2 separate regions of the Mus musculus genome follow, and region 1 is linked to region 2. A link is a contact called in public promoter capture Hi-C data. All regions are on one chromosome and are shown on one strand. Each heading gives the region's core, a stretch centred on a gene start, on an enhancer-like site or on the middle of the called end of the contact. The rest is flanking DNA. Distances are from core to core; before and after follow the strand shown.

The links. Promoter capture Hi-C pulls out the DNA fragments that hold promoters and counts their contacts.
Region 1: a contact with region 2 is called in a promoter capture Hi-C map of embryonic stem cells, with 2.9 times the contacts expected there. The contact joins the enhancer-like site here to the promoter of AW551984 in region 2. A contact is called at or near these places in 3 of 39 promoter capture datasets (cranial neural crest, embryonic stem cells and hippocampal neurons) and 3 of 115 datasets of contacts at active chromatin or transcription factors (embryonic stem cells, forebrain and stem cell-derived neural progenitor cells).

What each region holds. Positions count from the first base shown.
Region 1 is chr9:40,240,120-40,244,551 of GRCm38.p6, reverse strand. No RefSeq gene overlaps it. Among named protein-coding and RNA genes, the nearest start is that of Scn3b, 27 kb to the left of the region's middle. Within about 2 kb of position 2,896, at least 115 of the 459 cell types and tissues checked have an H3K27ac peak or open chromatin away from gene starts, as enhancers often do. A contact at or near this core is called in embryonic stem cells, forebrain, hippocampal neurons and 1 more, where this site is marked.
Region 2 is chr9:39,600,660-39,604,955 of GRCm38.p6, reverse strand. AW551984 (expressed sequence AW551984) reads left to right here and starts at 1,304. Exons shown (of 20, transcript NM_001199556.1): 1 at 1,304-1,429; 2 at 1,645-1,741; 3 at 4,119-4,176; 4 at 4,286-4,296. The coding sequence starts at 4,134.

The DNA of each region.
Region 1 (4,432 bases), core at 1,647-4,146, 640 kb before region 2:
TGGTTATCAGTCCCAAGGTCACTGAGCTCTTGGTCTGAGCTGCACTTGAGCTATCCTGTGCTGCCTTAGTGCAACCTTGCTTGATTAGGTCTCTGGGACTTCATGATTGCATGATAGCTATTTGCTTACTCTGTTTCATTCCTATATCTGAAAACTGTATATAAGTTTTTCCTAAATCAGTCCACAATCAAGAAAATGCCTCACAGGCCAATCTGGTGGGTATGTTTTTCTCAATTGAGGTTTTTCTCTTCTCAAATGACTTTAGCTTGTGTCAAGTTGACATAAAACCAAACAGCACATACTCTGCAGAATACCGATATCTACAAGGGTGATCTAAAATCTACCAGTGAAACCAACAAAAACAAAAGCCAAACAACAAAAACTAGTGTTGTCTTCCATCCTTGAATACTGTATTCTTCCTCAAACATCCAGGCTCTTCCTGAGACTTGTAACTATGCAGTAAGCTTTTGTAGGCAAGTTATTCAGGGTTTATGGGAAGGGTCTTATCCAGGTATAGAGAAGACAGCTGTGGACTGAAGAGAGAGAAAGGGGGAGGGGGGAGGATGGGAGGGAGAATGGAGGAAAACGAGAAAAAAGATGGAAGGGAGGAAGGAAACCAAGAGGGTACTGACCCTATGTAAAGATCCTAAGTCCTCCTTTGTAGCTATACTTGATCGCAAAAACATCAGATGTGGTTAGAGATGACAAAAACATTCACAGAAAAATGGAATTCCCCCAGGGTAAAAGCACCTTATATAATAAGATGACAGAAAATGATCCTCAGCGATAAGTGGAAAGGCTATGACCACAAATCAAGTGCAGCATTTTCCATGGTACTGGGAATTCGGAAGTAGGTGACATTGCAGCTCAGCATAAGATCTAGAGCTGAATTTCTAGCTTTTCCCTCTCATTGATACTGTTTGTATTCTTGGGCTAGTGACTACCATTTCCTGGGCTGATGTCTTCTGACAGCTTGTCACTGTTTTACACATGATTCTTTGATCCATCCGTTTCAAACATTCATTGAGTTAATAAATCAATCATCAGACACCTATGGAGCATGTGCAGTATGCCAGGCACTCTTCTTGGCTCTAATGGCAAAGCAGTGTGTATGACAATCTGCCCTCATTCGGGCGCGATGGTGCCCACCTATGGCCAACACTCAGAAGGCAGAGGGAGGAGAATTGCAAGTCTGAGGACAGCCTGGGCTACATGGCAAGACTTGACCTCATTCCTACCCTTGAAAAGCACAAGTAAATGATTAAAAACGATCATCTTCGTTACTAGGGATACACCCTAGTGAGGGTAGCATGTATGCTTTAAATCCTTCACAGTCCTAATGATGCAAACATTGCAGGGATTGTGTAAGTTATAAGAGACCTGTGTTCTAGTCTCAGTTGTAAATCTGAGTTATCATCTCTCTTTGTATTCAAAGATGCATTCAGCCCAGGAATATTGAAAAGACAATATATTCCAAATCAGATACTGAATCCTGAAGAGAAAAAAGTATCTCAAAAGTGAGCTGCCCCCCCCCCCCCACAAAGCTTTAATCTGCAGGATTTATTTATTTATTTATTTATTTATTTATTTATTTATTTATTTATGTGTTTCTCTGCCTGTCTGACTTTATGTATCTGTGTGTGAAATGTTCTTAGCTGGGTTCCTTTTTTTTTTTTTCGAGACAGGGTTTCCCTGTATAGCCCTGGCTGTCCTGGAACTCACTCTGTAGACCAGGCTGGCCTCGAACTCAGAAATCCGCCTGCCTCTGCCTCCCGAGTGCTGGGATTAAAGGTGTGCGCCACCACGCCCGACAGCTGGGTTCCTTTTAAGCCTGCAGTGTGCTGTCATTGGACAAGAAATGCACATGTTGGTCACATGAAGCCAGCTCAGACACAATACACGCAACTGGTGCCCTTAGCTATACCTGGCCTTCCAGGCCATGCCCAAGAAAGTATCAGTAAAGATCAGGATTTTGGGAGTCAAAAGAGCATTACTGTTGTGTATTTGGACATGAATCTGTTTGGGGGAACACTTCATAATTGTGGGTTACAGGGAATCTTGAAGGAGGGGAGGGAGGGGTAATGCTTTGTTTGGTCTGTGTACCACACCCCCATTCTCATCTTAGAGTGGATGGTCCGTTTTAGTTCCTGCTTGTTGTCACATTATAAGGGGGAGGTGCTTTTTCTCCTGAAAGAGTTTCCATGGCAACCTCATCCAGCAGGCAAAGAACAGCAGCTCTCTTAGCTTCAGCTCAAAGGTTGAGAGATAAAAATATACTCTCATTAATCCAGGATCCATGTATGGTTAGGACAGGAATTACCTGAAAGTGTCAAACCAGCTGGGGTGAAATTTGATATTTTCTTGCATTTCTTAAGACACACAACAGACCACCAAAGAAAGAGCTGGTGCTCTGCCTTCAGCCCAGCTCCTTGGGAAGCAAGGCTGCTTCCGTGAGGCTGGATTTGGCTGTTAGCGTTTCTCTCCGAAGATCTCTCCCCTGCACTTTCATATTGCAAAAGATCCTGTGACCTGGGCGCCAACATGGCTGGATAGGAAAGCACAGAGTACAAATGCTAGTTCAGGGTTGATTATTATACCCTCACAACTCGAAATCAACCGTTTAGCCACAAGCTTCACGACACCTCCGCGTTTCTTTTCTTTCTTTCTTTTTTTTAAGCTTTAAAACTCTACCTTCCCCGATGAACGCCCAAGTGAACAGTGAGGCTTAAATGAGGGCATAAATATGGAACATTTTTCCGGACGTGGGAAAGCTGTGCTAATGTACACGGCGAGGAAGACTATGATTAATGTGCTCGAGCCTGCTAAGGGAGGGTGTGTGGGAACAGGCAGTGCCGCTCTCCCTTCTGGGTGGGAGGGGAAGCCGTGCTCCCTCAGCAAAGGGACATTCGCTCTCAAACGGGCCACGCCCACAAGGTAGAGCTTCCATCCCCCACCCCCACTAGAAGTGCAGTCTCTGCCTTAAATCCAGAATAAATTCCCCCTTCATTCCACCCACCCACCCACACAGATGTGTTCCCTACTTCCCATGTGGCACCCTCAGATCTACCCCAGCCTGCCTGTCTGCTGCTGGCTTTGTGCTGGGCCTGTGCTCCCGCAAGGACATCACTCCGTTCCTTGAGCTGTGAGGCTCCCTTTCTTTCTCAGGCATTGTTAACTTTTCTCCAGCAGGCTCTAGTGCTGCGGTCTACTTCTCTCTGTTGCTGCAGCTGCTTCCCCCTTGGAGTGTGCATTTCTTGCTCCACCCAACCAATCTCAGCGCACTACAATGACCCTTGCCAGCGACTAACCCTCAGGAAGAAGTCTTTAACATCTTGGGAGATACCTTAGTTTTAACATTTTTATGTCAAGGTGGAGAGATGGTTCAGCGGGCAAAAGCTTACCAGGAAAGCCCGACCACTTGAGTTCAATGCAGGGAGCCCGGGACCGGGAAGGAGAAGATCAACTCTTGAAAGTTGTCCTCAGACTTCCACACACTCAGAGCACACGATCACACTCACAAGCACCATTCACACAACAACAGATTTTAAAAATCCCTCTTAATTTGGCCTTCAGTTTCCCTAACCTTTAAAAAACAATTGTCAGTTCTCCTGACTACAAATACTGAGTCTGTGCCGTCTTTACCGGACTCCCAGTGGGAACATCTTGGAGACTCAGAAGTCTGGCCTTGGTGCCCGTGTGAACTACACTATGAACCCCCCCCCCATTCACTTGTCTTCATTTCTTCTTTCAGTGTTGAGAAATAAACCTAAGTGTGTGTGTGTGTGTGTGTGTGCGCGCGCGCGCGCGCATGCATGTATGTGTGCACTTGCCCATGTATGCATGTGCAGAGGTTGAGCAATTCTGGGTTAAAATTTTGGAAATGAGTGGGTAGATGCTTATGGTATCTACAGGCTCACCCTCCCTTTTGTTGGGTATTTCAGCTAAGGTCATCCCCCGTTGGGTTCTGGGAACATTTTGCTTTCCTGGAATTTTGGAACTTTCTGGTGGTTACTCCCTGTTCCCCGCCCTCTATTGCTATGCACCTCTGTTCTATTTCCTGACCCTCAGTATATCGCCCCCGACTGCTGCCATACCTGATTCTGCTCTCCCTTTCCCCTCCCCCTCCTCCTTTCCTCCCAAGTCCCTCCCACCCTCTACCTCCCGGGAGTATTTTATTCCTCCTTCTAAGAAGGACTGAAGCATCCAAACTACAGGTATCCTTCTTCTTGAGCTTCATATATGGTCTGTGAGTTGTATCATGGGTTTTCTGAGCTTTTTCCCTAATATCCACTTATCAGTGAGTGACTGAGCCAGCTCAGTTGGTCAACAGGTTCTCCCAGGCAGGGGCAAAGGATTAAAAAGAAAAAGGACAATTAGACAACACTGTAGCATGACCCCAGCCAGTTCTGAGGCTGAAGCGGGTTTATTATTT
Region 2 (4,296 bases), core at 55-2,554:
TATGCATATAAAGTGACGTTTTTCTTTAAAGGTTTGATCATTGGACTCATGAAAAACTTTAAAATGGAAAAAGTAAATTACACATTGTTTTAAAATAAAGTTTGGATTTATGGTTAACTATAAAGTTCTATTTATTTGTGTATATTTGCCATAAATACTCCCCAATTCTGCTTCTTACAAGATGTGTGTCATGTCTCCTCTGTGGAAGACAAGTTCTAGGTTTTTATTTCAGCACAATGGAGGAAGAAATCTGTTTAGTATGCCAGGTTTTGGCTTTTGCTGGTAGATAGTCCAGCAGACAGTGAGCAGCACCAGATGTGATTTCTACAGTGTGTGCCCTGAACGGAACATAACCTGGGGATGGAAGCCAGGATACCTCAACTTCAACTCAAACTTCAAACTTCGAAGCGCTGATGTAAACCCATTGGTAATTAAATTTGTTACAGAAGCACCGCATTTCCACACCGGGTCTTTCTGTTGTTACAATTTTAAATGTTCACGTGAAGAAGGATTTGCCTGCCTTTGACTTTGCCTGGTCTGTGATCCATCCTCTGCATCTTGGAAATTTAACAGGGATTCTCTTCCTTGCAGATGCTTCAGTCATAGAGTTGCTATGTTACAGCAGAGCCAGAGAGGTGGGCGTGTTTTCCAGGAAAATTAATCCGCAGCTGTTTTCATTTTTCTTGACTCACAGCACCGGGATTTCTGGGGAAGGTAAGAGCCAGCGCTGCAGACATCCCTCTCCCAGCTCTGAAAACACCCAACCACTCCCATCCCGGACATTGCCTTCCCTTCCCCGGCTCCACTTATTCAGGAGGCCCATCCCCCTTTAGGGGCTTGCTTAAACTGCAAGAGCCAAGTGTGGGGAGTGGGTACTTGTGAGTGATTTCTGCGCCATTGGAAGTTTATCGGGATGCAAGAATCCTTTAATCATCTAATAACCTCAAGCAAGTCCCTCTTGTTCTCATCTGTCTTAAACCGTCTCTTTCTCTACTTCCTTAAATCTTTGGCGCCTACTTCTTCAAACTCTGAAGTTCCTTTCCTTTCAGTCAATTAAGTTATCAGCTTTATGTAAAATTGTGCCATGGGAGTGCAGTTAGAACGAAAACTGAAAACTGATTGGAGCTCTTAAGTTCTTAAAATAAATAAATATCAGGAAGTCTTGAGGTGCTAAAAATCAAGAGCAGACAATTGAAAATTGAAATTACCCCCCCCCCCAAAAAAAACTATGTAAGCTCCCCTTTCCAAGTCTCCTCCATGGTTAGCTTCTAGTTCCCAGCAGCCAACAGCAGGGGAGTGGCCAGCTGTTTCTTCACACTCCCGCCCCCTTCACTGCAGTTGTTCTGCCCTGAGGGTCCACACCGGAGCTGATCCCGGGTGACTCACTGAGAAGCCCTCGGTCTTCCACGTCCACCACCAGCAACAACAGGTTCTTGGATCTTGGTCCCACCTGAGGAAACTCTCTACCTTAGATAGACACTTTTCTCATTTTTTTTTCCCCCCGAGAGACAGAATGGAGCCTTGCCACAATTGACTGTTTATATGAGAAAGGGTGGAGTGGTCAGGAAAATCCCTCCGCGAGCGAAATTTACTATGAGGTTAGATTCAGGAAATAAAGGATATTTGTTTTGTTTTTCACTACAGGTGACTGTGGTCTGCCTCTCTCCTCTCAACCTCCTGCAGTGGCCACTGCCAGCCTGAGATCTCTGCTGCCAGACACAGTACATCTTTCAGCCCTTGGGTGAGTCTCCTGCTCTAAGCTTCCTATTGATATTAGGCATTCTTTTCCCTGGCCTCATGCCTTTCCTATACATTTTGTCTTATTTAAAGGACGCCCCCCGCCCCCCGTATTTTTTCCTAGATACTCTGTGTTTTCATAAATTATCATCTGTTGCAATTCTTGCTTTGCTGTCAAGCGGTAAAACATTTTAACAGCCAGGATTTATTCCGCAGCTGTTGAAGAATAACAAGTTGAGCCAGAATCATAGCTGCTGATTTGTGGGAGTGGGTGTGTGTGAGTGTGATCAACATGCAGATTGCGCGCTCGCTCTCTCTCTCCCTCTCCCCCCCCCTCTCTCTCTCTCTGCGTGTGTGTGTGTGTGTGTGTGTGTGCCCGCGCGCGCGCACGCGCTGCCTATACTAAGCAAATGCTGTATCACTAAGATACGTCACAACTCAGATTTGTAATTGCTATTAAAATGAGGATGGTTGGCCCAGGAGTAGCACTGTCCACTGCTTTGGAAGCTTTGAGGTAGGGCTGTGCCACAAAGAAAGACAAAAGCCCTTATTTGCATAGTTGTAGGAAGGTGGAGGTATTTAAATCAACTGCCCCTTCAGCCGGTTCATCAGCATCAGAGCAACAGTTGTCCTGAGCATGCTGTGTGTTCCAGGCAGTGCCGCTTCAGCTCCAGTGAAAAGTACCTTTGTTGGTGCCTGCCACTGCAGCTCAGGTCATTTTTTTCTCTTTTCTTTTTTCTTTTTTCTTTTTTTTTTTTTTTCACAACGGGGGAAGAGAAGCTAGGTGATGATGATCAGATACAGAATGCTCTCGTGGAAAAATTTACACCCATCATAGGTGTTAGTGCAAAAACGGTGTTCACTTGCGTGGGTTTTTAGTCTCTTTAATAAAAACATTAAGAAAGAAGCTGACTTAGAAGGAAGTTCCAGGATGGTTATATTAGAGTTGGAGGAAAGAAAGACAAACCACTTGGCATCTGCTAGAAGGAGAAGAGAGGCTATCCATGCCCTTAATATAGGCATTTATGTGGCTGTCAAAGGAGAGTTTGGGTCTATAGAGAAACATCTAGAAAGCTTGCCCTACTACCATAAGCCAGTAGGCAATAGAGTCCTGTGTGACAGAAGCTCTGTGAACTCCACATTGTGGGAAGGCTAACAGTTACCAGGGTAAATTATCTCGTTAAGAAGACAGTCCTTTCTCTTTAGCTGGCTACCTTTTGGAGAGGCTCCTGACCTGGTGACTGACAAGCCCAACTGTATTAACTCGTAAGATAAGGATAACAATATATAATGTATGGCTCTAACCAGGGCCTTAGGTACAACTCAGATTTTATTCTTTTCACCTGGAAGAAGTACCTCTCCTTTAATTGCTCCCCCACCACACCCTGCAAAGCCCTCATACCTCCCCATTTTCACATGGTATTTTCAATCCTGAAGTGGGGCCAGGCTCATGTTTCTCTTCCGAATGTTACCAAAGCCATCTGAAAGGGAAGGGTTCATCATTCCTGATGGACTTCAGGGTCCTTAGAACCTGCATAGCTACCAAACAGGGAGACTCAAACAACATACGGACTCCGTGATAGGACAGTCATGGCCATCATAAAGCATGAACTCCTTCCATTTTTTTTAAAAAACCATAACATGTTCTAGCTTTAAAAAATATTATACTATTATAGAAACGAAATGGGATATCTTACTTTTAAATTGAGCTTATGTCGCATTTATCTTATACATGTGTAAATTAGAAAAGCTGGGAGGTGACCTTGGTGATGTATTTGCATTCTGCCCTCTAGGACAACTCACTTACAAGGAGCCAGAAGGCAGAAGGCAGACAACCCTTGAATTGCATAGCTGCTCACATAGGTCTCTGAGTGGTGTGAATGAGATAATAAGCAGGAGATGTTTATTGAAAAGTAGTGACCATGACAACAGGAACACTGCTGACGTCATTGATGAAAGCCTTCTAAGGATCTGCCCCAGGTCTAGAAAGCTCGTCCATATGATTGACACATTTTCATGCTGGTATTATGGTTCTCATTTTAGACAGGACATACTAATGCTTAGTGGGGCTAAACTTATGACACCTATTCAGTAGGTATGAGATGCACTGTATTAGTCATACTTTAGGGAAAGTAGAATTATTGTATAAAGCAGCCTCAGACATTTCCTGTTAGTGGACACCTCAGGACTCATATCTTCCCACCTAGTTTGCCATTTAATAAAAACCTTATCTTTGACATCTCCCTCTCCTCACACCACATCCTTCTTTCTAGCTCTAAAACAGTCACTCTGCATGCATTCTGCCAGAGAGATGTCAGGTGGTGGTATTTGAGTGCTTGACTCTAACGATGTACTATAGGAAATGATGCATCTTTCCACAGAACCGCAGCTTCAACATGGTGCGTTCTGGCGGCTTACTCACTAGCATAAGAGATCCAGGTAAGCAAGAGCCAAGACTCTTAGTGCTGGATTCTTTAGAAACTAGGGAGTTCTGTGGGTGTGACTCTAGCACATCTTGTTGAACTACAGAACCCTGATCTTTCCCTAGTGGCACTGAAG